Regions from separate parts of the Mus musculus genome. Here all the other regions are linked to region 4. Evidence: chromatin contacts called from public HiChIP or PLAC-seq and promoter capture Hi-C data. All regions are on one chromosome and are shown on one strand. Each heading gives the region's core, a stretch centred on a gene start, on an enhancer-like site or on the middle of the called end of the contact. The rest is flanking DNA. Distances are from core to core; before and after follow the strand shown.

The links. Promoter capture Hi-C pulls out the DNA fragments that hold promoters and counts their contacts. HiChIP or PLAC-seq counts read pairs in DNA pulled down with a chosen protein or histone mark. Capture Hi-C pulls out chosen DNA fragments and counts their contacts.
Region 1: a promoter capture Hi-C map of adipose tissue shows a contact between it and region 4, with 4 times the contacts expected there. The contact joins the promoter of Cutc here to the promoter of Tm9sf3 in region 4. A contact is called at or near these places in 1 of 39 promoter capture datasets (liver), 1 of 484 Hi-C or Micro-C datasets (B cells) and 1 of 9 other capture datasets (adipose tissue).
Region 2: a contact with region 4 is called in a promoter capture Hi-C map of liver, with 6 times the contacts expected there. The contact joins the promoter of BC037704 here to the promoter of Tm9sf3 in region 4. A contact is called at or near these places in 2 of 39 promoter capture datasets (hematopoietic stem and progenitor cells and liver) and 1 of 115 datasets of contacts at active chromatin or transcription factors (regulatory T cells).
Region 3: an H3K27ac HiChIP or PLAC-seq map of embryonic stem cells shows a contact between it and region 4, with 8 times the contacts expected there. The contact joins the promoter of Tbc1d12 here to the promoter of Tm9sf3 in region 4. A contact is called at or near these places in 1 of 39 promoter capture datasets (liver), 1 of 484 Hi-C or Micro-C datasets (CD8 T cells), 2 of 115 datasets of contacts at active chromatin or transcription factors (embryonic stem cells and large pre-B cells) and 1 of 9 other capture datasets (liver).

The regions. Positions count from the first base shown.
Region 1 is chr19:43,749,634-43,757,355 of GRCm38.p6, reverse strand. It overlaps Cutc (cutC copper transporter), which reads right to left and starts at 4,333. Exons shown (of 9, transcript NM_001113562.1): 1 at 4,136-4,333; 2 at 1,665-1,736. The coding sequence starts at 4,193. It overlaps Cox15 (cytochrome c oxidase assembly protein 15), which reads left to right and starts at 4,356. Exons shown (of 9, transcript NM_144874.4): 1 at 4,356-4,534; 2 at 5,822-6,012. The coding sequence starts at 4,445.
Region 2 is chr19:43,672,214-43,679,134 of GRCm38.p6, reverse strand. BC037704 (cDNA sequence BC037704) reads right to left here and starts at 3,957. Exons shown (of 1, transcript NR_045645.1): 1 at 1,965-3,957. Slc25a28 (solute carrier family 25, member 28) reads left to right here and starts at 4,254. Exons shown (of 4, transcript NM_145156.1): 1 at 4,254-4,659. The coding sequence starts at 4,369.
Region 3 is chr19:38,831,085-38,837,898 of GRCm38.p6, reverse strand. It overlaps Tbc1d12 (TBC1D12: TBC1 domain family, member 12), which reads right to left and starts at 1,320. Exons shown (of 13, transcript NM_145952.4): 1 at 453-1,320. The coding sequence starts at 1,192.
Region 4 is chr19:41,259,974-41,267,341 of GRCm38.p6, reverse strand. It overlaps Tm9sf3 (transmembrane 9 superfamily member 3), which reads left to right and starts at 3,338. Exons shown (of 15, transcript NM_133352.2): 1 at 3,338-3,583. The coding sequence starts at 3,488.

The DNA of each region.
Region 1 (7,722 bases), core at 3,084-5,583, 2.5 Mb before region 4:
TATGGTGTGTTTATAGGCAGGAGCCTAGCATGGTATCCCTTTGAGAGACCCAACAAGCAGCTGAAAGAGTCAGATGCATATACTAGCATCCAACAAATGGACAGAAGCTGGGGACCCCTGTGGTTGAATTGGAGAAAAGCTGGAAGAAGCTGAGGAGGAGGTGGCTCCAGGGGAAGACCAGCAGTCTCAACTGACCTGGACCTCAGAGATCTCTCAGACACTGAGCCACCAACCAGGCAGCATACAACAGTTGATATGAGGCCCCCAACACATATACAGAAGAGGACTTCCTGGTCTAGCCTCAGTGAAAGAAGATGTACCTAACCCTCAAGAGATTTGAGGCCCCAGGGAGCGGGGAGGTCTAGTGGGGTAGGGGTGGGGACATACTCTTGGAGACAGGAGAGGGGGAGGGGAGGAGGGATGGGATGGGGGGGAGACTGGGAGGGGGATGAAGTCTAGACTGTAGAAAGGGATTAAAGAATAAAAAGTAAGCCGGGCAGTTATGGTACACGCCTTTAATCCTAGCACTTGGGAGGCAGAGGCAGGCAGATTTCTGAGTTCAAGGCCAGCCTGGTCTACAGAGTGAGTTCCAGGACAGCCAGGGCTATAGAGAGAAACCCTGTCTTGAAAAACCAAAATAATAATAATAATAATAATAAATTAATTTTAAAAATATTAAAGAGTTGCTGTGGACAGGGAATAAAGGCAGTATTAGGAGAAAAGAGTAGAAAGTAACATCAAGGTTTCAAAACATTCCTCATTCCTCAGAGCTTTAAAAAGCAAACCAGTTACTTTGGAGTATCTATCAAGGTAATTTTGAGATGAAGGGAATGGTGATAGGGAAGGAACTTTCAGACTACTGGGATTGTATTAAAAGGTCTCAGCAACAAGGCTCTCACAAGCCAAAGATAGGACATTATAAGCACCAATAAATAAAATAACTATGATAGATTAAAACACATATTTGACTAGACTAGGATTCCCCTAGTAGACACATCTCTTGAGTGCATCTTTGAGGGAGTTTCCAGAGAAGTTTCACTGAGAAGTAAAGATTCACATTGTATGTGGGTAGCACTATTTCATAGGCTGGAGTTCCAAACCAAAAACAGAGAGGAAGCCAACTGAGCACCAGCATCCATTTCTGTTTCCTGACTACAGACACAATGTAAGACACAGACACAGCTGTCTCACCACGCTCTGCTGCCATGCCTTCAGTGCTTCAAACTGGGAGCCAAACTAAACTCTTATGCTCAGACCCCTAAGAGATCTTTAAACTCTTTCAAACTTTTAAATTTGTGTCAAGTGCAATAAAATAATCATGTTAATGAGTTAGCAGGATTATAGACACTTGACTTGAAATGTGGCCTGCTTGGGGAATGGGGAGATTAGACAGATTAGACCATGCTGGGACTGTAAGCACGCACCACCACACCAAGCTCTTCAGTAGGTTTTCTAGTTAGTTGTTTCTGAAAGGACTGTTGCTATTGGAGAGATGACAAGGCTTTTTAAATTTTTTTAATGGAGTCTCAATAACTCACATGGAACTCATAGTGGCACTTCTGCTGTAGCCTCCCACGTGCAAAGCTTTTGAGGTCAGTTCATAGGATTCATTTTCAGACTCTCAAAAGGTTGCCAGCCATCATGTATCATCTAGTTTTCCTTACCTCCTCTTTCTGCATTCACAGCGGACTCCACCGAATCTACACACACTTCCATAAGAAATCCATTTCCTGCTCCTAAAATATATGAACAGACATTCTTGAAGGAACTAGCAATTAATACAAATCTCCCATAAATACTTCATAATTTTGCTGCCTGAATTCACATGTGCAATAGAATAATAAATTGATGCACTAAGGCCCATCTATGTGGTAAAATGTCATTCATTAAAATTGACATCTCTAGACCATGAAATAGATATACAGACACACACATAAGAAACCAAACTGAAACCATCTTTACTACACAGTAAATGGGACACTAATCTCCCTAACACAGAGACCTCATCCCCGTGTATCCCAGCTCAGACTCTCAGAGTGTTTCTCAATGCCAGGCGTTATAAAAAACGAGAATTGGATTTCAAACCCTGGTCCCACTACTTTATTCCCTGTGTGATCCCAGACAAGTTACTTACATTTTCTATAAAACAAGAGTGGGCTTCAGTTCCTACCTCAGGGTACTGAACACTGAGATAACTTACATAAAGGCTCTCATACTAAGCATTCAAACCCATTAAGATACAGGGTTTCCTCTTTATGACTCATTCCCTTCAGTCTCCATTTTTGCCAATGATTATACTATCTCAGTTGACAAAACCCTTCTAGTTTAATCTTCGAATGCTAAACTTTTCCAAGGACCATACCAAGTCACATTTCCACGTTTTTTTTTTTTCCTCCCAAAGTAGAAACTTTTATCTACTTCTTTTGAACTCCAATAACTTGAGTTTATATATTTCTCACTAAACCCCTAGTTTCACCTCTTATTTATGAGATAAACATCTGGTCGTTATAGTTGACGTGAAGTTCCTTAATAAGGTCATTATAAGGATTCTTTATAGTCACCTCTCAGAAAGCAAAGGTCGGTCCTACCATGCTAACAAGTCAAATATACAGTAAAATCTGAATTACAGATTCATATGTTGATAATAAAAAGTGTGGTGTTAGCAGCTTTGGGGTTTTCCTGCAAGTTAAATGTATAACTCATTTTTAAAAAAGATTTATTTAATTTTTATTTATATGAATACACTGCAGCTGTCTTCAGACCCACACTAGAAGAGGGCATCAGATCCCATTACTGATGGTTGTGAGCCACCATGTAGTTGCTGGGAATTGAACTCAGGTTCAATTGAAGAGCAGTCAGTGCTCTTAACCGCTGAGCCATCTCTTCAGCCCATATAACTCACTTTTAGTTATCAGTTTTAAATGTTGGAGCCTAGAAAATGGCTCAATGGGTAAAGCTACTTACTGTGCAAGTCTGACAACCTGAGCTCATTCCCTGAATGTATTTAAAGTTGGAAGGAGAGAATTAACTCGACAAAGCTGTCCTCAGACCTCCACACACTTACTATGGCACATGTACCCACCCCCACACAATAATTACCAACACACTTTTAAAGTGTTTAATTCATGCTTCATGTATTGATCTCTGCGAGAACAGTCACCACATTCTAATAGTGGTTACTCCTGGGCAATGAATTTGGAATTATTTTTACCTTTCTATATTGCTTGACTTCTTCTACCTGATATTGCTTTTATGATGAAAGATTACTTGGAGAAACAAACAAAAATCTGTCACCTCCTAATAAGTTGCAATAGTCATTGATTTAATAAAAGACTATCAGTCCCATAGATTAGGATTCAAACATTAACCAATGGTCGTAAACAACAATACAGTAACTCCACAAATCTGGTAACAGCCCCACCAGTGGGGCTGAAGATGCTGAAGGAGTATCAGGAGCTCCATACAAAAGTATGGGAATGTCTACAAACTGTTGCAACAGGAGCCTGAGCAAAAAGCAAAAAGTAGGGATCAAAAAAGACATTTGAAGCAGTAGTGCTCAAAGTTAGAGACTCCAGATGGCTTTGGGGAGTCTGTGTCTGTATTTGCCTCTTGGGAGCGGACTGCAGCTTTAGAACACTTAAACACGCTGAGACAGGTATGAGAATCCAACTACCTTCCATCAAGTGAGATATTAAAAGAGATTTGCAAAATACAGAGCATTGCCCCTTTTGCTGTTTTGTTTAGGGATATTTATCCTTCATAAAAGTTATTTGTCTTGACATATTAATAGGCATATCTCCCGCAGGAAGCAACCAGTCATCTGTTACGCAATGGCTGTGGGAACGGATCCCACTCGCCACCCTCGGTGGCAGCTCTAGGTTGTAGAGCTGTCACCACACTTTTATTATCTACCACAGAGACAGGGAGGTGGTATGGTGCCCTCTTGTGGCCCTAGGGGCGGCGGGACGCTGAGGGCACTTGCGAGACTGGCGGGGATCCAGGAGCAGCTGAGGGACTGCGTGACTGCCCGGGACTCCGGAGCACTGAGAAACTCGACCGCGGGAAAGCCTGGCAAGCCGGGACCCACCCCGGGGTCCACCGGCCGACCGCCCCCCTGCCCCGCCACCTTCCGCACCCGCCTTCCCCGACGATATCCACGCCTGTTTCCGCTCGCAAGAAGCCCCTTTCTTCATGCTTCCCGCGTTCCTCCCTCGCTCGCCTTCGGTTTCCACTGAGTCCCCGCGGCCGCGCGAGCGACGGAGGAGGCGCGTCCCCGACGCCCGTGCCCGGCAGCCTCCCAGGGAGTCGTGCGTGCACGCGCAGTGGCCAACCTAGCGCGAGGGGGCGCGCACGACGCCTGACCCGGAAGTGCTTGTTCTTTCGGGAGCGGAGAAGCGGACCGCAGCTCGCTGGGGCGCTCCGGCAGTGGCGCTGTACTGTCAGCATGCAACGGTTGCTCCTTCCGTCCCTGAGGGCCTTGACGGGGAGCCGCAATGTCGGGCTCCTGGTCCCTAGGGTGGCGTCCAGAACACAGGTACCCACTCCTGCTGGCTCGGATCACGGAAGCCGGGCTGGGATAAAAAAGGCCAGGATAAAGTAAACGGACCGCCCTGCAAGTCCGGCTCGCCTTCTCATTTCAGGACATATTTCCTTGTGTCCCGACACCTCCCTGAATGCGGATCCGGAAATATTACCCACTGCTGTGTATGACTGACCAATTTACTTAGCTTTTAAGTTTCAATTTCCTTTTCTGTAGAATGGGAGAACGACCTGTTACACAAGGTGTTTGTAAGGATTAAAATTTTAAATATACATCAAACCCTTAGCACGTGATAAAGGCTCAGTAATTTTTCTTTTCTTTTTATTTTATTTATTTATGCATTTATTTGCACATTTGGTTTTTGCTAAAAGCCACCAGGCAGTCAGGAACTCCTATGTAGCCCCATTCCACAGTGAAGGAAATTGAGACTTACTTTAAGTTGCTTGTCTAAGATACCCAGTTACTTAGAAGTAGGAAACTGAACATACTTTTTTTTTTTTTTTTTTTTTTTTGGTTTTTCGAGACAGGGTTTCTCTGTGTAGCCCTGGCTGTCCTGGAACTCACTTTGTAGACCAGGCTGGCCTTGAACTTAGAAATCCACCTGCCTCTGCCTCCCGAGTGCTGGGACTAAAGGTGTGCGCTACTACCGCCCGGCCAACATATTTTTGCTCTTAGTGTTAGACTCAAAAGAAGACATGTATTCTCTTCTCTGATAATCAGTAGTAAAAGGTGAAAGATCTTTATGGTGTGAAGAGAAACCAGAGAATTCTAGAGTTTGTTATGTTCCTGGAAAAAAAAATATGCCCACATAGTGCCTGCCCTTGAGGAGTCAGTTCATTCAATTGTTAGTTCGAGTACCAAATATGTATTAGGTCTTGCTGTGTAAGGACCCAGTACTACAAAGGGAGCAAGAGGAAGAGCTCCCAGCTTAGTGGGGCATAGGGACAGATCACCTGATACATGACTGTGTGTTAAGGCTTGTGGTAGGGAAGGTACTTTGTGCTGTGACAGTAACCTGTTGTAAGATCCAGGAAAGTCTGGGGCATAACGATGCCAGCCCCGATCTCCAGTGGGTAGTATAAATGGAAGTGTGTGGGAGGGAATAGCACATTTAGAGACTGAGAACCCAGTAAGAAAGGGCTCAGTAGTGCAGATGAGAGTCGGTGATTAACCAGAGCGGTAGCTGTGAAATGCAGCCTTACAGGGGCTTTACTCCAGTTAAATTGAGGATAAGTGTTGGTAGCAGATTCTTCAGTTACGATTTTCTGTCTTGCTCCTTAGTGTGGCAGCAGCTGTGGCAGCCAGCGTCCTCTGAGGCCAGGACAGTACAGCACCATCACTGAAGTGGCTCTGCAATCCGGAAAAGGGACAGTGTCCCTTCCTTCGAGGGCAGCCGAGCGGGCGGTGGGCCGATGGCTTCTGGTGTGCAGTGGGACAGTGGCTGGAGCAGTTATTCTGGGAGGAGTGACCAGGTGAGTCATTTACTCTTGGTGAATCAGGTTATCAGCCAAAAAGGGAGCGTTGGGCCTCATCTACTCTAGCTCGCTCCATTACAGATGGGGAAACTGGTAGCCTGCTCTGCCTTAGAACAGGTTGGCTTTTTATTAGTAGGAGTTTCATTATCAGGACCAGTTTCAGTCTTAACTGTTGCTGGGCGTTGTTTCTATATATTTTTACCTCTCCAGTGTTAAGATCATACATAAATCACAGCCGCTTCATGTATCTCTTAGGTTGTCTTAATATCTATAAACTGACTTTATGGATTTAGGCTTTCCCTTCCTCTAACATCTTTTACTTTTATGTATTTATTATAGCTCTGTTATTATTGTACAAGACCAAGTCATTTGTCCTGTGGTTACCCAAAGTAACCAGGGACTATCTGGTGATGGTTAACATATCCTTTGTCCTTTAAATGAGTAGTTGTTTATTAGATTCAGATTGGGAATGAGGGGACAGAACATTGCCTAGGTGATGCAGCATTCACTCCGGGATCTGTTGGGGACTTCAGCTGACTTGATTACTATTGCCTGAATCCATTATTCAGCTGACTTGATTACTATTGCCTGAATCCATTATTTCGTGAGAATTCCAAAATGGTAGTTTGTGTTGTCATCACCCCAGGAGATAGTCTTTATGAGAAAGGCAGGAGGAGGATACTGGTTTTCTTTGTTCACTAATTTCCAAAATAATGAGTCTGTTGCCAAGATCCTCCAAAGGTTACAAGGACAGGATTTGGATTTTAAAGTGCATAATATACTGGGGCTGGAGAGATGGGTCAGCAGTTAAGAGCACTGGCTATTCTTCCAAAGGGCCTGGGTTCAATTCCCAGCAGCCACACAACAGCTCATAACAGTCTGTAACTCCAGCTCCAGGGGATCTGGCACTGTAACGAAGACACACATGCAGGCAAAACACTAAAGCACATAAAATAAAACCAAACAGATCACTGAAGTGCATATATTTAAACGCATTAGATAGATCTTAGTACACTGTGAGGATTGTGTTGATAGTTTGCTTAAAATCTCCCAGCTTAACTGGTGGGAATCTCTTGAAAAAGGTTCCAGCATCTTTTGACAAGGTCTTTGGAAGTGTCTTTGCTTTCTGATCTGATAAGGTTTTCCAGGCTTATCTTGTATGTTTCTTGCACTGGCCTTTAGTTTAAAAAACTGGATTCCTTTGGGTGAAGATACTTTTTAGTTTGTGTGTGCACATCCATATCTGTCTGCACATATGTAGAGGTCAGAGGATGACTTCATTCCTGGGTCTGTCTCCGTCTCCCTCTCAGAACCAAGGCCTGCCATTGACCTTGAACTTGCTCAATAGACCATTGAGTTCCAAGGGTCTGTTCATCTCTACCTACCCAGAACTGGGATTACAAGTGTACGCTTTTGTGTCTGTTTTTTGTTTGTTTGGTTTGGTTTGTTTGTTTTTTTAACATAGGTTCTGAGGCTGGTGTCCAGGCAAGCCCTCTATTGGATGAGCTGTCTCTCCAGCCCCTACTTTTTTTTTTTTAACTTTTTTTTTAAAACTCTTTTTTTTTTTTTATTTTATTTTATATGTAAGTACACTGTTGCTGTCTTCAGACACACCAGGAGAGGGAGTCAGATGTCATTAAGGATGGTTGTAAGCCACCATGTGGTTGCTGGGATTTGAACTCAGAACCTTCGGAAGAGCAGTCAGTG
Region 2 (6,921 bases), core at 2,708-5,207, 2.4 Mb before region 4:
AGAGTTATGAAATAAAACTCCCTACCAAACGCAACCAACGAAATAAATAGTTTTCCTCCGTTTGAGTCTGAGTTATAGCTGCCTACTCTGCATATTTCACATAAGTGGAATTCCGTGTGTTTTTGCTTTTGCCTTCCTTCATGAGACAGAAGGTTTGCAAGGCTTGTTCACTACACAGCAGGAATCAGCAAGTTCCTCTTGCAGAGCCAAACTGTAGTCGCTGTGTTTATATATTGTATAAACATGGAATTGATCTATTTTTCTACGGATGGATGTCTGTGATGCATATACCTTTTGCCTGCTGTGGGAGGGTCCACTATTAGCCTGTGTGCACTTACCTCCAACTCTCCTGGATCCGGATCTAGCAGTGAAATTGCTAAGTCACACAGCGCTGCAACTTTAGGATTCAGTCCCCTTTCTTTCAGCATGGTTTCCAGGGTCAAATTCAGGTTGTCTGGCTTGACCAGCAAGCTCCTTTACTCTGAGCCACCTCACCGAGCCCAGTTTAAACTTTTGATGACTCACCAAACTGAGAGACAGTGGCTTGCATATTCTCAACATCAATGGGTGAGAGTTCCAATTTCTCCACGCCTTCAATAAAGGTTGTTACTTTCAGAAGTCATAGAAATAACACAAAAAGCCGGGTGTGGTGGCGTACACCTTTAATCCCAGCACTCGGGAGGCAGAGGCAGGCGGATTTCTGAGTTTGAGGCCAGCCTGGTCTACAAAGTGAGTTCCAGGACAGCCGGGGCTACACAGAGAAACCCTGTCTCGAAAAACCAAAAAAAAAAAAAAAAAAAAAACACACAGAAAATATAAAACTTAAGACCTAAGTAGGACCGTTCACCCAAAGATAAAATATTTATTTAAAGTAGCAGGGCAGTGCTTTTGCAGCACATTCTTAACTCTCATCACAAAAAAGAAAAAGTATAAATCCTGACCATCCTAATACCAGGATAAGTTAGACACAGCTCCTACCTGAATGAGATCACTTTCTGATCTCGGGGAACAGAGTAACATATCCTTTGAAAGTAGGCAGGGGTGGGCTAGGTGACATAAATTAAAAACACACTGCTCCACAGACACACACACACATAGGAGAGGGGGGCAGGAAAGAATATCTAATAGGGCCAAAAAATAAATTTTGCCCTATTAGATATTTCCATTTTAATGGAAACATATTTAAATCGGGAATGACATGAAGTCTACAATTGTGCGTAAAGGAGGGAAAACTTGCCAACACTAGGATCCCTTGACAATTGGGAGGTTATTTTATCCCTTAGGAGTGAATCAGCAAAGTGAAGAGTGGGTGAGGTCACCCTTTCTTTCGTAAAGGTAGGAGTGTTTGAGAAACACGGAAAGAACTGCCTCGCTTCAATGGCTTTTCCAGGAGAAAGATTTTCGTTTTTCTTTAGACTTACTCATTTTAAGTGTATGTGCACCACCTGCACGCTTGTGGTGCAGGGATCAGAAAAGGATGTTGGATCCTCTGGAACTGGGTTTATGGAAAGTGAGAACCACCGAATGGGTGCTAGTGAGCAAACCCAGTCCTCTGTGACAAGTTTTGTGTTTGTTTAGTTTTTAGTTTTTTGAGACAATGTTTCTGAGGTAGCCCTGGCTGTCCTGGGATTCACTCTATAAACTGGGCTGGCCTTGAACTCTGAGATCCTCCTGCCTCTGTCTCTGGAGTGCTGTGACTAAAGGTGAACCTCACCACCACTTGGCTGCAACAAGTGTTCTTAAGCACTGAGCCATCTCTCCAGCTCCTCCATGAAGGCCCAGGACAGATTCCACACAGAGAACAGGAGTCAGCTTCTCTTGGAACTCTTTCCCACATATCCTTCAGAAGGCTTCCTCTATAGTTTCCAGACTTAAAAAAAGTCCCCTCTCCTTTTGTTGACCACCCTATGAGATCACAAGTTCTCATGGTCATCTCTGTGACAGTAAAGACATCAGACTTATTGTCATGTTTGGCTTCAGAAGTCAGCCTCATTTTATTCTCTACCCATTTCATGCAGGGTACAATGTCAGCTGGGGAGCACGGGAGGACCCTCAAGAACAAACCTTTTGAATTTTAAAAGGGAAAGAGAAGAAATGCATTCTAGGGAAGTGCCCATATAAAAGTCAGCTGTGGAAGCAAATACATTAACCCCGAGTAATAAACGTGTCTCCCCCGAGGGTAGTTAGGGTGGTTGTAACCCGTTTCTCCTTCTACAAGGCTCTTCTCCCTATCTTTCATCACTGACCCTTGCTTGCCACTCTCTGTGCCATCCGTCTCTAGGTAGACAGAACCACCCTGCCACACTGCAGTGAGTGGCTGGACATTCCCTAGCTCTCCAATGCCACAAAAACAAGCAAGTAGGCTAGGCAAAACAGAAAGAAGGCCCCTGGGAGGAAAATGAGTTTGGAATGGCAAACTTCTGCACTGTATTAAAGACTGTTAATAAACATTTCCGCCTCCAGGGATGCTCCACTTCAGTAGCTAGCAAGGTGAAAGAGACTTAGAAATCTAAAGGCTGGTATCTGGAGTCTTTCCTGGGGGAGAAAGTTCTAAGGTGTGGGTCACTGTAGGACAATGTAGAGTATTATTTCTCACCATGAGAAGTCATTGAACTGAGATGATCATTTTAGGACCATAAAAAAGTAAATATGATAAGAAGAGACGGGATATAGCAGGCATTGTCATTAATTTGTCAGGGAAGAAAATTGATATTTTAACAGGACTGGGGGGTGGAGGCTTTTTTGAGATCTATTCATCTCTCAGAGAAAAGTGCAGGGTAGCAAGAAGTCTGTATATGATGTGGGGAAGAATTCTTAACCCGAGGTTAACGGAATCTCCTTCACGCTGAAACCCGAAATAAAAAGCAGTTTTGTGTGTGACTGGGGATGGGGTTGGGAACTTAAGAGCTTTATTTTCCAAGAGATCACGACACAAACGTTAGTAACTACTGCCAAAGATTAGTTGAAAGACCCGTCCGCCGAAGGGCTAAGCTTTAGAGAGGAAATGGAAAAGCCTCCAACCGTTCTAAGGAAGCGCTACGAAAAGATGGAAAAGTTTGCAATTGCGTCATCATCTCATTAAAATAGGTTGTAAAGGCAGAGCTAGAAACTGGGGAAGCGTGTGCAAACACGCTGCTGAGAAGGGAGCCTGAGGTAGCCTGCAGAACCAGCGAGCGGAAAGGGGCCCTCGCTCCTCAGTAGAGGCTGAGGCTCGAGAGTCGCTTCAGTGCCCGCTTCTGCTCAAGGTAGTGGCCCTGAGGACCAGACGTCCCTAGCATCGTTTTACAACCGGGGAGCGGTTCTCAAGAAGCAGCAGCTCAGCGGTCCCGGAGAGAGAGAGCGGACAGCCATCAGACCCGGTGGAGTTTATCAGCAAGCGAGCTCGGGATACGAAGTTCAAGTGTATGTCTCGGAACAAGCTCCACTCCCAGGCATCAGCAGTTGCTCTGCCGCGATTGGGATGGTGCTCCAAGACCCTGACACCTGTCGTCGCCTCCGAACCATCCCATTTCGCCTTCTCCTTTCCCAACGCAGAGTCCACCCAATGAGAGCTCATCGGTCCACCCACTGGAGGGTTCACTAGGCGGCTTTGGGTGGGAGGCCCAAGGCGAGCGGATCTGCGCTGATGGCACACCACTCCAGAGCCACCCGAGGCTCACAGCCGATCTCCCCTAGCGGCGGGTTGGGCCGTGCCAGGGGACGCAGGGTCCGGGCTGACTCCGCCCCCGCCTGAGATCCCGCGGGAACAGTCGCACCGTGCTACTCGACACCCGGTGCACGCCAGAGCACGCGTCCTAACGGCAACCGACAGCGGTTTGACCTTGAAGGTCTGGCTGGCACCGCCCCCTCTCCCCGGCAGTCCCGACCGCCACGCACGCCGCGCCGGGGTACAGCCGGGAGCCGGTCCCTGTCCTCCAGGCGCTTCTCTCCACATCCAATGGAAGAACGAAGTGGTTCGGGCCAATGGCCACCGCCAAAGTAGCTAGAGCGGTTGAGCCTATCAAAGTTCAGCTTTACGTTTCTCCCGCCTCCGAAACGCTAGGGGCGGGTCGATCGGGCAAGTCCGCCAATCAAGAGCCAATAAACAAGACGCTTCCAAGATCAAAGGGGAAGGGGTGGGACCTACGGGACTAATGACAAGCTATCTGACGAATAACACAGATACATTTTGGCTCCGTAAAAAGGGGGCGGAGACACGTTAGGGCCTACACCAATGGCTGTCTGGGGGGCGTGTCCTCGGGGCCAAGCGGGAGCCGGAGGCCCCGGGCTCTCTGGGCCGCGCCTGAGGCGGACGCAACGGGGCCGGGGGGCGGCGGCAGTGGTGGCGGCAGCGGCGGCGCGTGTGGGCGCCGCGGCTGGCCGAAGTGGATGGAGTTGGAGGGGCGGAGTGCAGGCGGCGTGGCGGGAGGACCAGCTGCTGGGCCCGGGCGGAGCCCCGGGGAGTCGGCGCTGCTGGACGGGTGGCTGCAGCGGGGCGTGGGCCGGGGGGCCGGCGGCGGGGAGGCGGGGGCCTATCAGCCCCCTGTACGGCTGGATCCGGAGTCCGGCCCGGAATACGAAGCGCTGCCGGCTGGAGCCACTGTCACCACGCACATGGTGGCGGGCGCCGTGGCAGGGATCCTGGAGCATTGCGTGATGTACCCGATCGACTGCGTCAAGGTGAGACCTGGACCAGGCTGCGAACCGGACCTGGGGCTGACCCGACCCTGAACCTTGTTTAGAGCCAGAATCCCAACTGAGACCCAGAGCTGATAGGTTTCTTCCTGGCTCCTACCTCTACACACGGTTTGAGCCAATACTCCGTGCAAGCAAAGTCCTGGCTGGTAGATGAGCTCAGTCAGGAACCAGGACTTACTTCTAACGGTCAGTGAGGCGAAGCAAAAATCTTGTCAGCCAAAGACTTGATCCCGATTGGGACTAAGCAGGGATGGGATGGGATTGGGGGGGGGGGATCCCGAAGCACAGGTAAGTCTATAACAAACCAGCTGGCATGAAATCAGACGGTGAACTCTATCCGATAGCTTGGGTTGAGATGTGCTTCGGGTCGGCGCTTTCACAAGCTCCTTGCTGCGTCTTTCCTTTAAAGTGACGGGGCAGGAACCGGAATCTGGGATCTCTCAGCTAGATAAAAGTACGTATTAAATCTTAACCTGGGAGTGGTTGAAAAAAAAATCATTGTGCAGTCAAAAGTGAGAGTTCCAGACTGGAATGGATGTGGGAATAAGGCATGTTAAGAAAAACGGTTTCGGTTTCTCTGCGAGGCAAGATTGGTAGCCCATCTATTTCCTGAACGTAAAAATTGAGCTGGGACTAAGATTCTATGTTGAGGGAGCAAGTGCATCAGCCCCTTACACAACAGAGGTGAAACTGATAGTCTCTTTCGTTGGGCCCCTGAATTTGACAAAAAGGAAAACAGCTGGAGGGAAGTGTGATGATATTAGAAAGCAGATGTGGAGAAACAGAATGAGATTATCAGGGTACGCTCAGGGCTGGACGTAAAGCCAACTGCATCCACAACCAAGCAGGACGGTTAATACACATACAGGTCAGGTCTCTGGGAAGAAGCCTGGGGGAAAATGGAAACATTGTTTTTCCTTGCTGTTCTTAGACTTGTGCTTGAGTCGAGATGCCAGCTACTGAAAGGGCAGTAACTTCAAGGGGGTTCTTGAAATCGTCGATGCTTTCTTTACACCACTTGTGTAGGCACTGGCCTGTCAGCTCTTTGATGGATGCTTTCCCGTTTAGGATAGCATCCACGTCAGCCATGCAAAAATCACTTTCTTCTGCTTGCCCCTGGATTCAGTACTGTTTTGCATTTTCATTTGTAAAGTGGATAAGGAACTAGGGAAAGTGCTCCCGAGGTTTTGTGAATGAGTTTGGGTGATGGAGAGAGAGTTCCTGAACTTTTGTGAATGGCATTGAGTTGGCCAGGGTTTTCAGTACACTCCAGGTTAGCTCCTAGCAGGCTAAGTGCACCTGACTGAGGTAAACATGAGCATTTTAAATGTCCTTGCCACTGGAGAGAACTAGACCGTGACCTGGAGTTAAGGCTGGAGGTGTTCCTTGGGTAGCAGCGTTTCCCAGATAACGTGCTGTGACTTACCTTAAAAGAAAGAATAAAGCCTGTATGAGAGAAATCACTAATGAGCTGTAAAAACGAACATATAGAAATAACAGTGAGTCAAACATTTATCAGAGAGACTGTAGGTTGGATGTCTTGAGTTAATGAAAGCTATATATCCAAAAGTTAAGCTTCAGAGTTACCTCCCTCATCTCCGACTACAGCAGAGGGGTCTGGAGTGCTGTGTTCAGGATAAGTATCATGTGGAAGACAGATCAGAGGAAGCAATAGAATTATTTAGTGGAATGCAGTGTGATAATCTCCAATTTAAAAATGTTACTATTGCGATTGGAAAGGCGGCTCCGGTAATCGTCTGTTACCGGTCATGTGAAAATCCAGGCATGGTAGTCCTTGTATATAATCCCAGTGTTGGGGAAGTAGAGGCAGTCAGATCCTTGGAGCTCACCAGCTAGCTAGTGTAGGCAAATCCACGAGTCCAGGTAAGAGAACCTGTCTCAACGCTGAGTGCCTTTAATTCCAGCACCCAGGAGGCAGAGACAGGCAGATCAAGTTCCAGAATCCGGTCTGTGTAGTAAGACCCTGTTTCAATAAATGAACAAGGTGGGAAGTGACTGAGGAAGATGCCCAACGTCCTGCCCCACACACATTCCCAGGTTTGCACATAATCCAAACAAACATGAACCTGAGCCACACGGAAAGGAAAGAAAGATATGTTACCACTACCAGTCAATTTGATACTTGTATTGTTACAAAATAGTAAGACTTCTCCTTACTTTATAATGCCCTTTTGGCTTTAAACAGTTTTATGAATTCCCTTGTTAGATATGCCAATAGAGCCA
Region 3 (6,814 bases), core at 71-2,570, 2.4 Mb after region 4:
CAAGGATACATGTGCGCACACACATTAACACAAAATAAGTGTGCAGTTAAATTATTTTTTTTTTTAAAAAAAAACCTCGAATCCCCAAACTAATGGAACGGGCTTAGACTCCAAGCAAATAAACTTCACAGACTTCTACACCACACACTGCCGCCCGCCCAGTCCAAATCCTAGTAATACAATTACAAAAAAATAATAGGGCAGTGGTTATCTGATGTTCCAGATGAAGAAACTGAATGTGTAGTATTGGGAGGCTGGTCAGACCTGGAAGCACAACGCTTCCTGGGGACGGAGTAACACCAATCCTGGCTCCAGGCCCGGAGCTCACAAAGCCATCCGGTCCCCCTACCCTAGCGACAGATCAAAGCTGAGTCCCGACGTTCCTGTTCCGTACGCTGGAAGGCAGCCCGTTCCCGGCCCCGCCCAAGCCCCTCGCGCGGCCAGTGTGATACCTGGCGAAGAAATCCGCGAAGCCACCGCTCCGTCGAGCCCGAGCCGTGGTGCCCCCGGGACCCTGCTCTGCCGCTGGCAAGGGTGCGGACGGCCCCGCTGAGGGCAGGAGGTCGCCGGCGCTCTGACGGCGGCTCACCTCGAACGTGTTCCGAGAGCCGAAGCGGGCGTCGGGGAGGCCGAGGCTGGGCTCCGCGCTCTCGACGGCCCTCCCGGCAGGGGTGGCGGCTGCGGGGTCCGGGTCGTCCGTGTCCCCGGCCGCCAGGCAGCAGCTCCGCAGCGGGTCCTCGAGCGGCGCGGCCCAGTCGTCCAGGCCACCCGCACCGTCCACGCCCTCGTCCGCGGGCTCCAGCAGGCAGGGACGGCCGCAGGTTCGGCGGCGACGTGCCTCCTCTGGGCCGCGACGGTCCTGGCGCAGCAAAAAGCCCGAGTCTCCGTTGGTCATGCCTGAGCCGCGCGCCGCGGGGACTGCTGCCGCCGCCGCCTCCTCCGCCTCCGCCTCCGCCCCGCCGAGCCCGGGCTTCAGCGGGCCCGCGGCCGCCGCGAGGTACCGCTGCAGGAGCTGCCGCGGCGGCGGCGCCTCCTCCTCTCCAGCCTCCTCCGGCGGCTCCGCGGCGACAGCGCCTCCGCTAAAGCCGCTGGTGGCCGGGACGGTCTTCCCGTCCTGACCCATGGGCCCCGGGACTGGGAGCAGCTCGGCGTTCCTTCCCGAGCAGGCTCCGGCATCCTCGGGACCCATCATCTGAGGCGGCGGAGGAGGACTGCCCTGCGTGCAGGGTTCGCGGCCACGGCCGCCGCGACGTCCCCGGACCCACCCCTCCCACCCGGCGGCCGGGGCAGTTGCCGGAGGCCGGGCACGCGCTGGGATCGCGCACGCGCACCAGCGGGGCCGGGCCTGCCCGCGACCCGGCGCGTCCCCGAACCATAGAGACGGCAGCTAGAGCGACCCGGGAGGACAATCTGAGATCCTCCACCCGGGTGACAGTGCTTAGCCTAAGGGAGGGCAAGGCTCACTTCGCATAAACCATATCACTTGACGGCGATTTGTTTGTGAGAGGAAACTAAGGAAGTTAGTTTAAGTGCTCCTGTCTTGACAGTTTTTACCTTCTCTAACAGCAGTGAAGAACTCCTGGAACCGTTCAGGGCTTCGTTGTCCACATGACAGCCCCTTACCTATCTTTTCCACTTAGTCTTCCATGTTTACCAAAGTCTGATCTCCTAACACTTTTTAACACGTTGGTTGTTGGTTGTCGTGTCACCTGGGTACGGAAATGAAATGGAGCCAGGGCGAGAAGGACTGTTTGGCTCAGTGGTTAAGATTGCCGACTGCTCTTTCAAAGGTCCTGAGTTCAAATCCCAGCAACCACATGCTGGCTCACAACCATCTGTAACGAAATCTGATGCTCTCTTCTAGAGTGTCTGAAGACAGCTACAGTGTACTTACATATAATAAATAAATATTAAAAAAAATAACTGCAGCAACCTGTGGTAATGGATTAAGATATAATGACCGTTTAGTGGAAATAAAATGTATTTAATGTGTGAATCGCAAGACATAATAACTAGCCACAGGAGTGATAGGAGAGCAGCCAGGAATAACAAGGCTATGAGATTGCTGTGGTGTGAAGAAACAGGAAACTGGATTGGGGAAAGACATTGGAATTAACTAACATAGTGAGAGTTATAAACTTGGGTTAAAGTTCTGGTTTGGTCGAAGGGGCCATTTATGTAAGCCACAAAGGGGGTCGGGGGATATCAAGTGACTCTACCTCCATAGAAGAATGAGCATAGGGCAGAGACCCAATAGTGTTGGTATTTCAGAAGAGATGAAGTTGTTGTAAAAGGCCCAAATAGACATTGTTGTAGTAGGATAATGCAGTAACTAGAGACCATTCATTCTACAAATGCCTCTGAAAGCAAGTATAGAAATAGAATGGAATACTTAGCAAAACAAAGCAGTAAAAGCGTTTATTATCAAGATCTTTTGAAAGGTGGAAGATAGCTCAGTTGGTCACGTTGTCATGCAAGCATGAGGACCTTTCCTGTATCGCAGCACTCACATAAAAAGCCACTTTGTAGAATGCCCTTGTACAGCTAACATTGGAGAGGCAGTCCCTGGGATGCTCTGGTAACCGGCCTGGCTAAGGCAGCTGGCCTTAGATCTTATTAAGAGGTCATGTCTCAGACAATAAGATGGGCAGTCCCAAAGGAGTAACAGCTGAGTTGAACTCTCTCCTCCCTAAATATGAGTGTATACTTACCTCATACATAGGAACACACACACCTGAACATACATACACAAAACATCTTTCAAAAGGAAAAACCAAAGAATGTGTATAAACCAGAAAGAGAGAGAGAGAGAGAGAGAGAGAGAGAGTAGATAGATCCTGTATTAGTTACAGGGACAGTACCCAGAATACATACAGAAATAAGCCAGTGTGGTAGAAAGCATCTGTAATTACAGAACTCTCTAGGGTGAAGCAAAAGAGAATCTCAAGTTCAAGACCAGCCTGGGCTACATAGCAAATCTGAGGATAGCATGAGCTACACAGCAAACTTTTATCTCAAGAAAAAAATTGTAATTCAATATTTTAAAAGACAACTTGACTAGGTGGTGGTAGTGCACGACTTTAATGTCAGCACTCAGGTGATATAGGCAGGTTTCTGATTTCAAGGCCAGCCTCATTTACACAATGAGTTCCAGGACAGCCAGGGCTACACAGAGAGACCCTGTCTCAAAAAACTAAAAACATCAGTTAATCAATCAATCAATCAAAAGACAAGGAGGCCAAGATAGGAGGCTTGGTTTTAACACATAGTGACTTCCAGTGAGTCATTCTGCTCAAAAACAGGGAAGGGAGAGTGTAAAAATTTCAATATATGTGTTTTTCTCGAGATGATATGTTAAATGGAATATCAATAAGCATATAAGTTATTTGGGAGTAACAAATCAAAACTATGAGATAGCACTTTTCACTCACTAATAAAAAAAAGAGAAAGGAAGGGAGGGAGATAGGAAGGGGGTGACAAATGTGTCAATTCCAGCACTCTGGAGGCTTCTGCAAAAGAATCAGAATTCCAGGCTGCTCTGGGCTACACAGCAAAACTCTGACTCAAAATAACTAAACTTAAAAAAACAAACAAACAAAAAAAAAAAAACAAAAAAACTTTCTGCCTTATCTGGTAAGTAACATTTTATAGAGTTTAACAAAGAAATGTCTCCTTATAAGATACATTATATCCTTTGTGCCTTTGTGTGGTCCCTCTTAACTGGATTATTTTGCTGTGCCTGCAGTCAAGAAGAGTATAAAGGCCTCAAAATCTTTACACCCTTCTTTAAAATGCATTGTTCTTGGTAGTGTTGTTAATTACTATTGTTTTGATGGTCTGTAATGAAGCTTGGACAGGTGGTGCTTTCTTTTACCTACTGGACCATTTTATGGACCCTTCATACATTTTCTTGATAGTTCTGGAGCTATACTGGATTTCAAAAGAGCATCTTAACTATGAGCATCTACAGGCCCTTAGAGCAATGTTTCTTAAACATTTAGGATTAAACACACACACACACACATACAGAGGGGGGGGAGGGGAGAGAGAGGCGGTGGCAGGGCAGGTCAACTAACTATGTAACTATCTTCGATGATGAATAAAACGAACGTGTCAGCATGTCTCTTTGGAAACTGATTGATAGCATGAACAATAAATTTAATATCAAAATTTAAAAGTAAGCTCTGTAATGTAGTAGAAATATATGATCTTGCAAAGCTATGCAATTGGACTTGCTACTAAAATCATCTTCAACTTCTGCAAATGATTTAAATTCCATACATTCCTGGTAAAACCCAATCTGGTATAAAGGGTGACTGGGATCAAGGCTGTGAATTATAACAAAACAATAACGATTTCAAAGATGTATATAGCAAATTGACTTAGCAGGGTGAGATATGAGTGGGAAATAAATAGTATAAAGATCATAGAGCAGCTGCCATTTGGTAAGCCACAATGGGACAAACCACAAACCAAGAGATAAAGGAAATGCTTTAAAAATACACAATGATCCTTTGATGGAGCAGTGCATGCCACATATTAGGAAGTATTGTAATCCTACCCCTGGGGGAATCTGTCATAAGGAAACCATTCCAAAGAAAAGATAACAGCTGTGCAGAGATGTTTACAGCTAAATGCTTTACAGCCAAAAATTCTAATTTACCTAAGAGAAATATGGAAAGTGCAGGCAAAGCTAGTTATATCAAAGACAAGTGGCAGAAATAAAAAAAAAAAAAAAAAACAGAGAAATCTAACAAACATATGCTAAATAAAAATAAGGAAATGTGCCAAGCATAGTGGTGCATGTCTTTAGTCCCAGAAATTGGGAGCAGAGGTGGGTAGATCTCTTGAGTTTGAGGCATACCTGGTGTACAAAGCAAGTTCCAGGACAGCTAGCACTACACAGAGAAACCGTGATTTAGAAAGATAATAATAATAAAGATGTGTAAATGCTACAATTACAATGATGTGTAAAATTATATATCTATAAAGATCAAGAAGGTTTTCCATGAAAAGAGAAAGGGTGGAAACTGATTTTATACTTTTTGTCACAGTATTTGGGGTTTTGTTTGTTTTTTGAGACAGAGTCTCCTGCAGCCCTGGCTGGCTTCAAACTCAATATAGCTGAGGGTGGCCATGAGGGTGGCCTTGAGGGTGGCCTCTTGTCTTCATCTTCCAAGGGTTGAGAATATAGATTCTAGGTATGCACTTCTATGCCCAGCTTATACTTCTTTCATAACATTTTTAAAGTATATTTTATTTCATATATATGTATGCCTGTGTGTATATATAAACACTATCTGCTTTCAAGATCCCTCTGTGGTCAGAAGAGGCTCAGTTTCCGAGAACTGGAGTTACAGATGGTTGTGAGCTGACATTTAAATGTTGGGAACCAAACCTGGATCCTCTATAAAACCAGTAAATGCTCCTAACCACTGAGCTATCTTTCCAGCCCCTAAATAATTTTACATTGATTAAATGTTAACTCTTTAATCCTGAAGTATGTTTCTAAATGTATGTTATAGCTACAGATTGTAAAGTAATTCAAATAAATTTTGTGTTGCAACAGGACATTAAGCTGCATTTGAAAAGAAAAGCAACTGTAAGGCTAAGTTTAAAAGCTATAGAGGGCTAGCACAATGGCTCAGCTGGTAAAGGGCTGATTGTTAGGCCAACCCTAACAATCAGAGCTTGTGGAAGAAGGGTACCAACTCCTGCAAATTGTTCTCTGACCTTCATATACAGGTACACACATAAGTAAATGTAATTTTCAAGTTACTCTGTGAATTTGAGGCCAGCCTGTTTCTACAAGGTAAAGCCCTGTCATAAATTCTTTTTAAAGTTTCTAAAAACAATGATAGGGGCTGGGTTTGTAACTCAGATTATAGAGTGCTAGGCTGGCTTATACAAAGTCCTAGGTTTGGTTCCCAGCACCATATAAACTAAGCATGGTGGTATAAGCATGTAATCCAAAGGTACAGGAGGTGATGCAAAGTTCAGGGTTACCTTCCATCATCTACTAGCAAGCTATTGCTAGCCTGGGCTACATGAGACTTATGGCTAGCCTGGGCTACATGAGACTTATGGCTAACCTGGGCTACATGAGACTTTTCTCCCAAATAAGCAAAACAAAATAAAATAAAATAGAATAAAATATAACAAATGAAAGTAGGAGATAGTTACCACTATCCAATGAAATTTTTTACATAAAAGTGTAAGAAGACTGGTTAAGTGTTTCTATTTTCAGTAACAGCTGGAGTCAGTTCCAGATTTCAGTCATTTTTTTTCAACGACACCTTTTAAAATCTACAGTTTAAAGCCAGGCGAGGTGGCCCATGTCTTACTCCTTGAACTCTGGGAGCATAAGTAGGCAGATCTCTTTTGAGTTCCAGGCCAGAAATATGGCTACACAGCAAGTCCCGGGCTCTTTTTAAAAAATTAATTACTGCAAAAGTCAGGATGTCCTCATTCTTAATAGCTGAGTAGTATTCCATTATGTAAATGAACCACATTTTCTGTATCCATTCTTCTGTCGTGGGACATCTAGGTTATTTCGAGCTTCTGTCTATAACAAATAAGGCCACTATGAACATAGTGGAACAGGTGCCCCTGTGGCATGGTGGGGCATCTTTTGGGTATATTTCCAAGAGTGGTAAATCTGGGTCTTCAGGTAGATCTATTTCCAATTTTCTGAGGAACCTCCAGACTGATTTCCAGAGTGGTTGTACCAGTTTGCAATCCCATCAGCAATGGAGGAGTGTTCCTCTTTCTCAACATCCTCTCCAACATGCGTTGTCACCTAAGGTTTTGATCT
Region 4 (7,368 bases), core at 2,089-4,588:
ACTTGTTAACGTCTTTACCCAGCAAACAGTTGTTGAGTGCCTATGGGACAAGCACCAACCTGGTAGCAGAGACAAATAATAAGCAAATGATAGTTCCTCCCATCTAGAAAGGTCAGACTGCAATACAGAGGAACTGGGGTTAGGTAGCAAGTAGGACATAACATATCAAATGCTATGGGAACCCCCAAAGAAGGGATGCTCAATCGCCCAAGGACGGGATGCAGGTTCTCACTGAAGATGGGTGGCCTTGGAAGGGCAGGATTAAAGTGAGGAGGTGAAGCAGGACATTGTAGATAAAGAGAACACCGTGAGCAAAAGCATTAGTGTTGGCTTAACCATGTGGCAGGACGCTTGCCTAACATAAAGATGGCCGTGGGATCCATTCCCAGCACTGCATAGGTCACAGAGGTGCAAGGAACATGATGTGTATCTGACGCGTATGAATGAAGGCAGAACAGAGGTAAATGTTCTAGGTTGCTTTCTGCTGCTGTGTTACACACCATGAACGACTTTGGGAGGAATAAGTTTACTTGGCTTATGTTTCCACGTCTCAGTCCATCACTGCCCTCAATGGGAATGTAATGCGGAAAGTCAAGCGGGAGCCTGGAGGCAGTGCTGGCTTGTTCCCCAGGGCTTGCTCTATTTGCTTTTCAATACAACCCAGGACCATGGATAGCACTTCAACTATGGGCTGGATCCTCCCACATCAACCAGGAATCAGGGAAAAAATGCACTACAGACATGCCCAAAGACCTATCTGATGGAGGCAATTCCTTAATTAAGGGTTCCTCTTTCCAAGTGTTTCTAGTGCATGTCAAGTTGACAAATACACCCCCCCCCCAAATAAACCAAAACAAAAAACCAAACCTTAACTTGCACAGTAAAGTTGGGTCTGATTGTGCAGGTGCACAGTCATTGTAGTGGTTTGAATAACAATGTCGTCCCCCCCCTCCCCCGCACTGCCAGTGGTGGCGCACGCCTTTGATCCCAGCACTTGGGAGGCAGAGGCAGGTGGATTTCTGAGTTTGAGGCCAGCCTGATCTACAGAGTGAGTTCCAGGACAGCCAGGGCTATACAGAGAAACCCTGTCTCAAACAAAACAAAACAAAACAAACCCCCCCCCAAAAAACCAAACAAACAAAAAAGAGAATGGCCCCACAATTTCGTATATTTAAATATCTGGTCGCCAGAGAGTGAGGCTGTTTGAAAGGATTACAAGGGTTAGGAGGTATGGCTTTGTTGGGGGAAGTATGTCTCTGGGTGTGAGCTCTGAGGCTTCAAGTCTCTGCCAGACCCAGTCTCCTGCTCTCTGCTTGAAGATCCTAAGTAGCTCTCAGCTACTGACCCAGTGCCACGCTTACTGCAATGCTCCCTGCCATGGATTGACCCTTGGAAACTGTAAGCCAGCCCTCCAAACCCCAGGCTTTATTTTATGAGTCGCCTTGGTCATGGTGTCTGTCTTCACAGCAATAGAAGAACAGTGACTAAGTCACAGACTGAGGAAGTTGGACTGCATTCATGAGCAAAGGCATCATCTCTAACCTCATTACACATGTAGCACACACATATCCAAACAGGGCTGGAGATCTGATATGACTCGGTAAATTGCTTGTATAAGGATTTGGGTTCAGATCCCAAGAACCCACATAAAGTGGGACGTGGAGACAGGAGGATTCTCAGGTCTTGCTGGCTAGCCTGTGTAGCAGAATACCTGAGCTTCAGCTTCAGCGAGAGACATTGTCTCAAAAAATATGTGGGCAGTGTTTGGGGAAGACATCTGTTTGTCAACATCTGACTTGAACACACACACACACACACACACACACACACAAGCACGTACTAGCACAATATACATAACACACACATACACAAACTTCCAAAGAGGGGTATACAAATTTTTGAAGCAAATCACTCTTGTAATGGTTTGAATATTAATCACTTAAGATTGTTTTCTACAGGCAAACTAGCATGCTACCATTTAAAATGGTAGCAGACTTTTCCATTTGTAAGTGCTTCTTGGATATGTCATGCCAATGAGAGCACATCTAATTCACCTTTTAAAGAGCTGTCTGGTTGGTAATACATTAGCAGTTAACAAACTAAAGAAGCAAACTGGGTCTAGTCTTTCAGCAAGTCACCCAACCTGTGCATCTGTCACTTTTCTGTAAGTGGACACACTAAAGGTACCTGTTGCATAGGGTCTGTGTGAGTATCAGAGTGCCTGGCAGATGAAACCATTACTGATGATTCCACTATGAGTTCTAACTATTCAAGATGTGTTTTGGACAAAAAAGACATAATTTGATTTCTTGGTAGGAAATCATGTTGGTACTCCTTGGGAATGGACAGGGAAGGAAGATTGGTAGTGGGGTCTTCTTCAGACTTCTGCACAGTATGGTGGTATAGAATATTGGCTGTGAGGTATTACACGACCAAATACCAAAACCTGCCTGATACGGATGGATGAGACAATCTTCCTCTAAGTCCCACATTTAGAGAAGTGTCCTTCTGATCATTTCTGAGTCCGTAGTACGTTTTGGTTTGAGATGGGGCCTTGCTACGTAGCCTGGCAGGCTTGGTACTGAGCCTGTAGATAAGGTTGGCTCCAATCTTTCTGCAATTCTGCCTCTGCGGTCCTGGTGCCGGGATTACATGCCTGCACCGCTATGACCCGATTATTTCGTTTTGTTTTCTTTTCTTCTTTTGTCTCACGCTGTAACCCAAGCAAGTATGCAATAAACAACAATCAGTCCAGCTTCCCGAATGCTGGGGCTTACAAGAGTAAGATACCAAACTTAGCTCCTTATTACTACCGGCTCAGATACAGAATATGAGATCAAGTGATTGGAGTGCTGAGGAACTTCCGGACACATTTATGATTGAGGCTGAGAAAAACAATACGTAGGCAGATGAACAAGAATGTCAACTTAGCCCAGATCTCTTGATTGCATAGAAGTCTATAAACAGTACACGGTGATGTTTAAACACCCAACCGACCCTGTCCAAGTTTAATAATCATCGTCCATAAAGAAGCTTGCGGAGCCCGAGGTTAGAGGGAAGGGGTGTTCACGCACGCCGTGGCGAGCTAGGCGCCTGAGCCGATGTCACCCCAGCCCGCCCGCAGCCGGGCGCGCAAGGGCCCAGGCCCAGGTCCAGGCCGAGGCTGAGCAAGCAGCACAGCAGCGGCGACTCGGAACCCTTCAACCCCGCGGCCTGCGCGCGCCGGCGCCCCACGGCCGGCGACGGTTGCGGCCCCGCGTCGGGAGGACTTCCGGCGTGTGCCGGGGTGGCCGGATGACGTGGCTGAGTCAGAGGAAGAGGCTCGGAGGCCGGGGGGCGGGGGCGGCGCGGAGCGGGCGGTGACGGCGGCGGAGGCAGCGGCTGTGCCCGGGCCCCGTGCGTCTGTCCGCGCCCGGTGGATGTGAATCGGCGGCGGCGGCGGAGGAGGAGTCGGTGGGCCGGCGCCCGGCCTGTGGGAGCGCGGAGGATGAGGCCGCTGCCGGGCGCTCCTGGCGTGGCGGCGGCCGCCGCGTTGTTGTTGCTGCTGCTGCCCCGGGCTCGGTCTGACGAGCACGAACACACGGTGAGGCGAAGCGAGCCGCGCGGCCGCCCCCGCCCCAGCCCCGCTCCCAAGCCTGCCGCCCCGCCAGACCCGGCGTGGTCCGAAGGCCCGGGGGGCCCGGTGCAGCCCCGCGGCCGCCCGAGCGCTCCTTCCGGTCGGGCATGGCGGGGCCGGATCCGCGGGAGCTGGGAGGAGGCATTTCCGAGCACTCGGGGCTGCCTGGGCCTTGCTCCGCAGCTCCGCCTCTCGGGGCTGCTGCCCGGGGATCGGCCCGGAGCGGGCTCTGGACCCGGGAAACTGGACGCTGTGCACACAGCACGGCGGAGGATGGATGCGTGGTGATCCAGGCGCTTGCCAACCAGGAAATACCCATCGCTTCGCGCAGGGCTCCGGCCTCTTCCTACCCTTCTCTCTCCCTCTCGCCCGAACCGGATTTAAACCGTGGGGTGGGGACAGCTTTAGGGAAGTGGAGGTGTGAACGGTTTACACGCGGACACGTCTTCACCCTGCACGCACTCGGTCCCCAGGACTCCCTTGCAACTTTCTCCGCGCTCCGTGAGTGCCCAGAGGACGCCCTGTTCGGGTGGTCGGTCCCTAACTGGGACAGCTCTGCCCTTGTGTCACCCAGCCCTCAGGCCACACCCCCACTCACTTTTGCTTTTGGCCTGAAGTTGATTGGCGGTTTATTTAATTGTATCTTCACATCAAAGCTCGCCTATTAATGACTCTTGGAGTGACTTTCACCTAGAGCTGTAACGCTGTGGAATTCACTTATTTATTTTTTTATTCAGAATGGTAGACGCGGGGAAGTGTGGAAAGTCTGATAAACCTAGAAGATTGCTTGGCAAATTGGAGATTGTTTCAAGGTTTTTATCTGTATTGTGATTTTTTTTTTTTTGCCCGAGTAGTTGTGTATTTACTAAATTTAAAATATGTGGAGAACGTTTGGCTGTAGCTGATCGGTGACAAAATGGGAGTACGCTGCTTTTAAGGGGCAGACGTTAGATTTTGTTTGTAGTGAACAAAACTTTGTTTTGATTAGCCAATTAAAAACTCTAAATTAGGCTGTTGTATTTTCAGTCACTGCTAGAATCTAATTGCATGTGTATGCGAGTTTTTTTTTCCAGAGAAACGTTGAATCAGTAACTTTTTTTCTGCGACACTTGTGAATTTTCTCTAAGATATTTTTGGTTTCCTTTAAATTTCAGCAAGTATAGTAGTTTAAATAGTATTTGCCTTTTTTTTTTTTTTTTAACAGTTGAGTTTCCATGTAAAATCTGGAACTTGTTGTTAGTTTTAGATCGACCATATAGACAGAAATTTATGTTCTACTTTTTGAACTTTCTATTTTATACTGCTACTAAGAGGGAAGACTTAGTTTATAATATAATCAGTTGTAAGTGTACAAAACTAGCATAATCCACAAGTTTTGTGCATGGCAGTTTCAATGAGAAAAATTTTAAAGCTTATTTATTTTTATTCTATGTGTCAGTTTTGCCAGCATGAATGTAGTATGTGTATCATGTATATTCTGAGTATCTTAGAAGAGGGTGTCAGATCCCCTGGAACTAGAGTGACAGAAAGTTGTAAGCTACCCAGTGTGAATACTGGGAACCAAAGTTAGGTCTTAACTGCTTGAGCTATCTCTCCAGCCCCCAGTTCAGTGAAATTTTATTGTTAGGAATGCCATATTTAGTTACTTCATTCGTTCATTCATTCATTCAGTTCTGGGGATTGAACTCAGGCCATTCTGTGTGGTATGTACATATTCCACCACTGAATGGAACACTTCTTTTTTTGAAACAGGGTTTCCTCTGTGTAGCCCTGGCTGTCCTGGAACTTGTTCTTTAGACCAGGCTGGCCTTGAATTCTGAGATCCACCTGCCTCTGCCTCCAGAGTGCTGGGATTGAAGGTGTGCCCCACCACATCTGGCTACACCTGGAATGTTTTAATTTTTATGTACATAAAATATTTAATAAAAGGAAACTGGTCCGTTCTTCCCCCCCCCCCCCCACACACACACATTGGAGATAGAGCCCATGGCTTTGCAGATGCTGTGCACGGCCGTATCTCTGCACTCCACTCTTATCCCAAAAGGATGCGGTGTGAAGACACGGCACGTGTGCGATGGTTGCCGCACTGAAGCGGGAGAGTAGGAGTCAGTGCACGTGTACATTGAAACAGATCCTTTACTTCTAAGTTTCTTAGAACTATTTCTTGAAACCTAGGTCTTCACCTTGGCCAGATAATAGGGCTCTAATCAAGTGACTTCTTTTTTCTTTTCTTCCAAGAAGGCAGAGTAGCTAGTGAAGAGAGAATGATACAGAAGGAGGAGACAAGTTGTCGAGGGAAGATTGCTGAGTGATGTTTAAAAAACCACTTGTGGTGTTGAGTTATTAATTAAAGAACAAATTGCAGGAGCTAAAGCTTGCCCTTTAGACCATTTTCTGCCAAGACCTTACTGAAGGAATACTAATATGACTTGAAACAGTATGTGCCAGGTCCTGTGTGGTTTTCCATATATTAACTGACATTAAGTGTATGTTGATAACAGGGAGGGCAGAGAAGTAGCTTGGTTGTGGTGTGCTTTCCTAACATGTGCAAGACCTCAGTTTTACATCATAGCACCCTAAAATAAATAACCATGGCAGGAGAATGATGCACCCCAACAGACTAGGAAATAGGCCTCGAGAGGTAGTCTTGTGAAGTTGCACCCAGTATGAATAGAGGTGGAATTTGACCCTAAGCCTTCTTCTAGTTAATAAGTCTTTTGAAGAAACAAATTTTGTGCATGTTTTTGTATATGGGTTTGGCTGTGTGCACGTGTGCTTATGGAGGTCAGAGGTTGGTAGTAAGTTTGTCCTCAGTTGCTCCCTGCCTTTGCTGGTGAGAGGCCATCTGAAGCTCACTAAGTAAGCTAGCCTGGCTAGCCAGTGAGCCCCAGGGATCCTTGCGGCTCTTCCTCCCAAGTGCTGGGATACAGGTGTGCACCACCTCCCCTGGCTTCTTCCATGGATACTGGAGAGCTTTACCAACTGATGTGTTTTCCTAGGCCCACATTGGTGTCTTTAGTCAGCTCAGCTTGTTTTCTTGAGAACAGGACCATAAAGCCCTGGATGGAACTTTTAAGTTCACGAGGAAGTGTTTGGGTGAGTCTAGATCCACATTGTTTGTACAAGCCTTAGGAAGGCATAGGGCTCGTGCACAGTGGACAGGTGGCCAAGCATTCATGCAAGACTGCACTCCCTTGTTTCAGTGCCACTAAGCCACCATCTTGAAATTATTTATGAACAAAGGATCTTATACTTTTCTTGCTTGCTATTTTTAAAATATTTTTTATTTGTAAAAATTTATTATTTATGCATATGTGTGCATTTGCTCTTGGAGGCCATAGAAGGGTGTTGGATCCCCTGAAACTGGAGTTACAGGGAACCAAACTGTGTGGTCCTTAGGAAGAGCAGCTAGCACTCTTACCTGCTGAGCCATCTCTCCAGCCGTTTTACTGTTGCTTTTTGGAGGATGGAGTCTTAGTATTGGCTAAACTGATCATGAATTCTTGGTTGGACTTAAGTGATTTTCCTGCCTTGGGTTTTTGAATAGCTGGGGCATGCATCATTATCCCTGGTAGATAGTTTTATTTTATAGTGGGTCCCCAAAATTAGCTGGTTCTAAGAAGGAATGACTGTCCTGTTATCCCCTATAGCCCCCACATGCCCTTTTTTCTGTACCCACTTAACTAGGGCTTGGCTTACCATTTGACCCACATAGAGCAACTTTTTGGTTACACATGGATTTGCTTATTTTC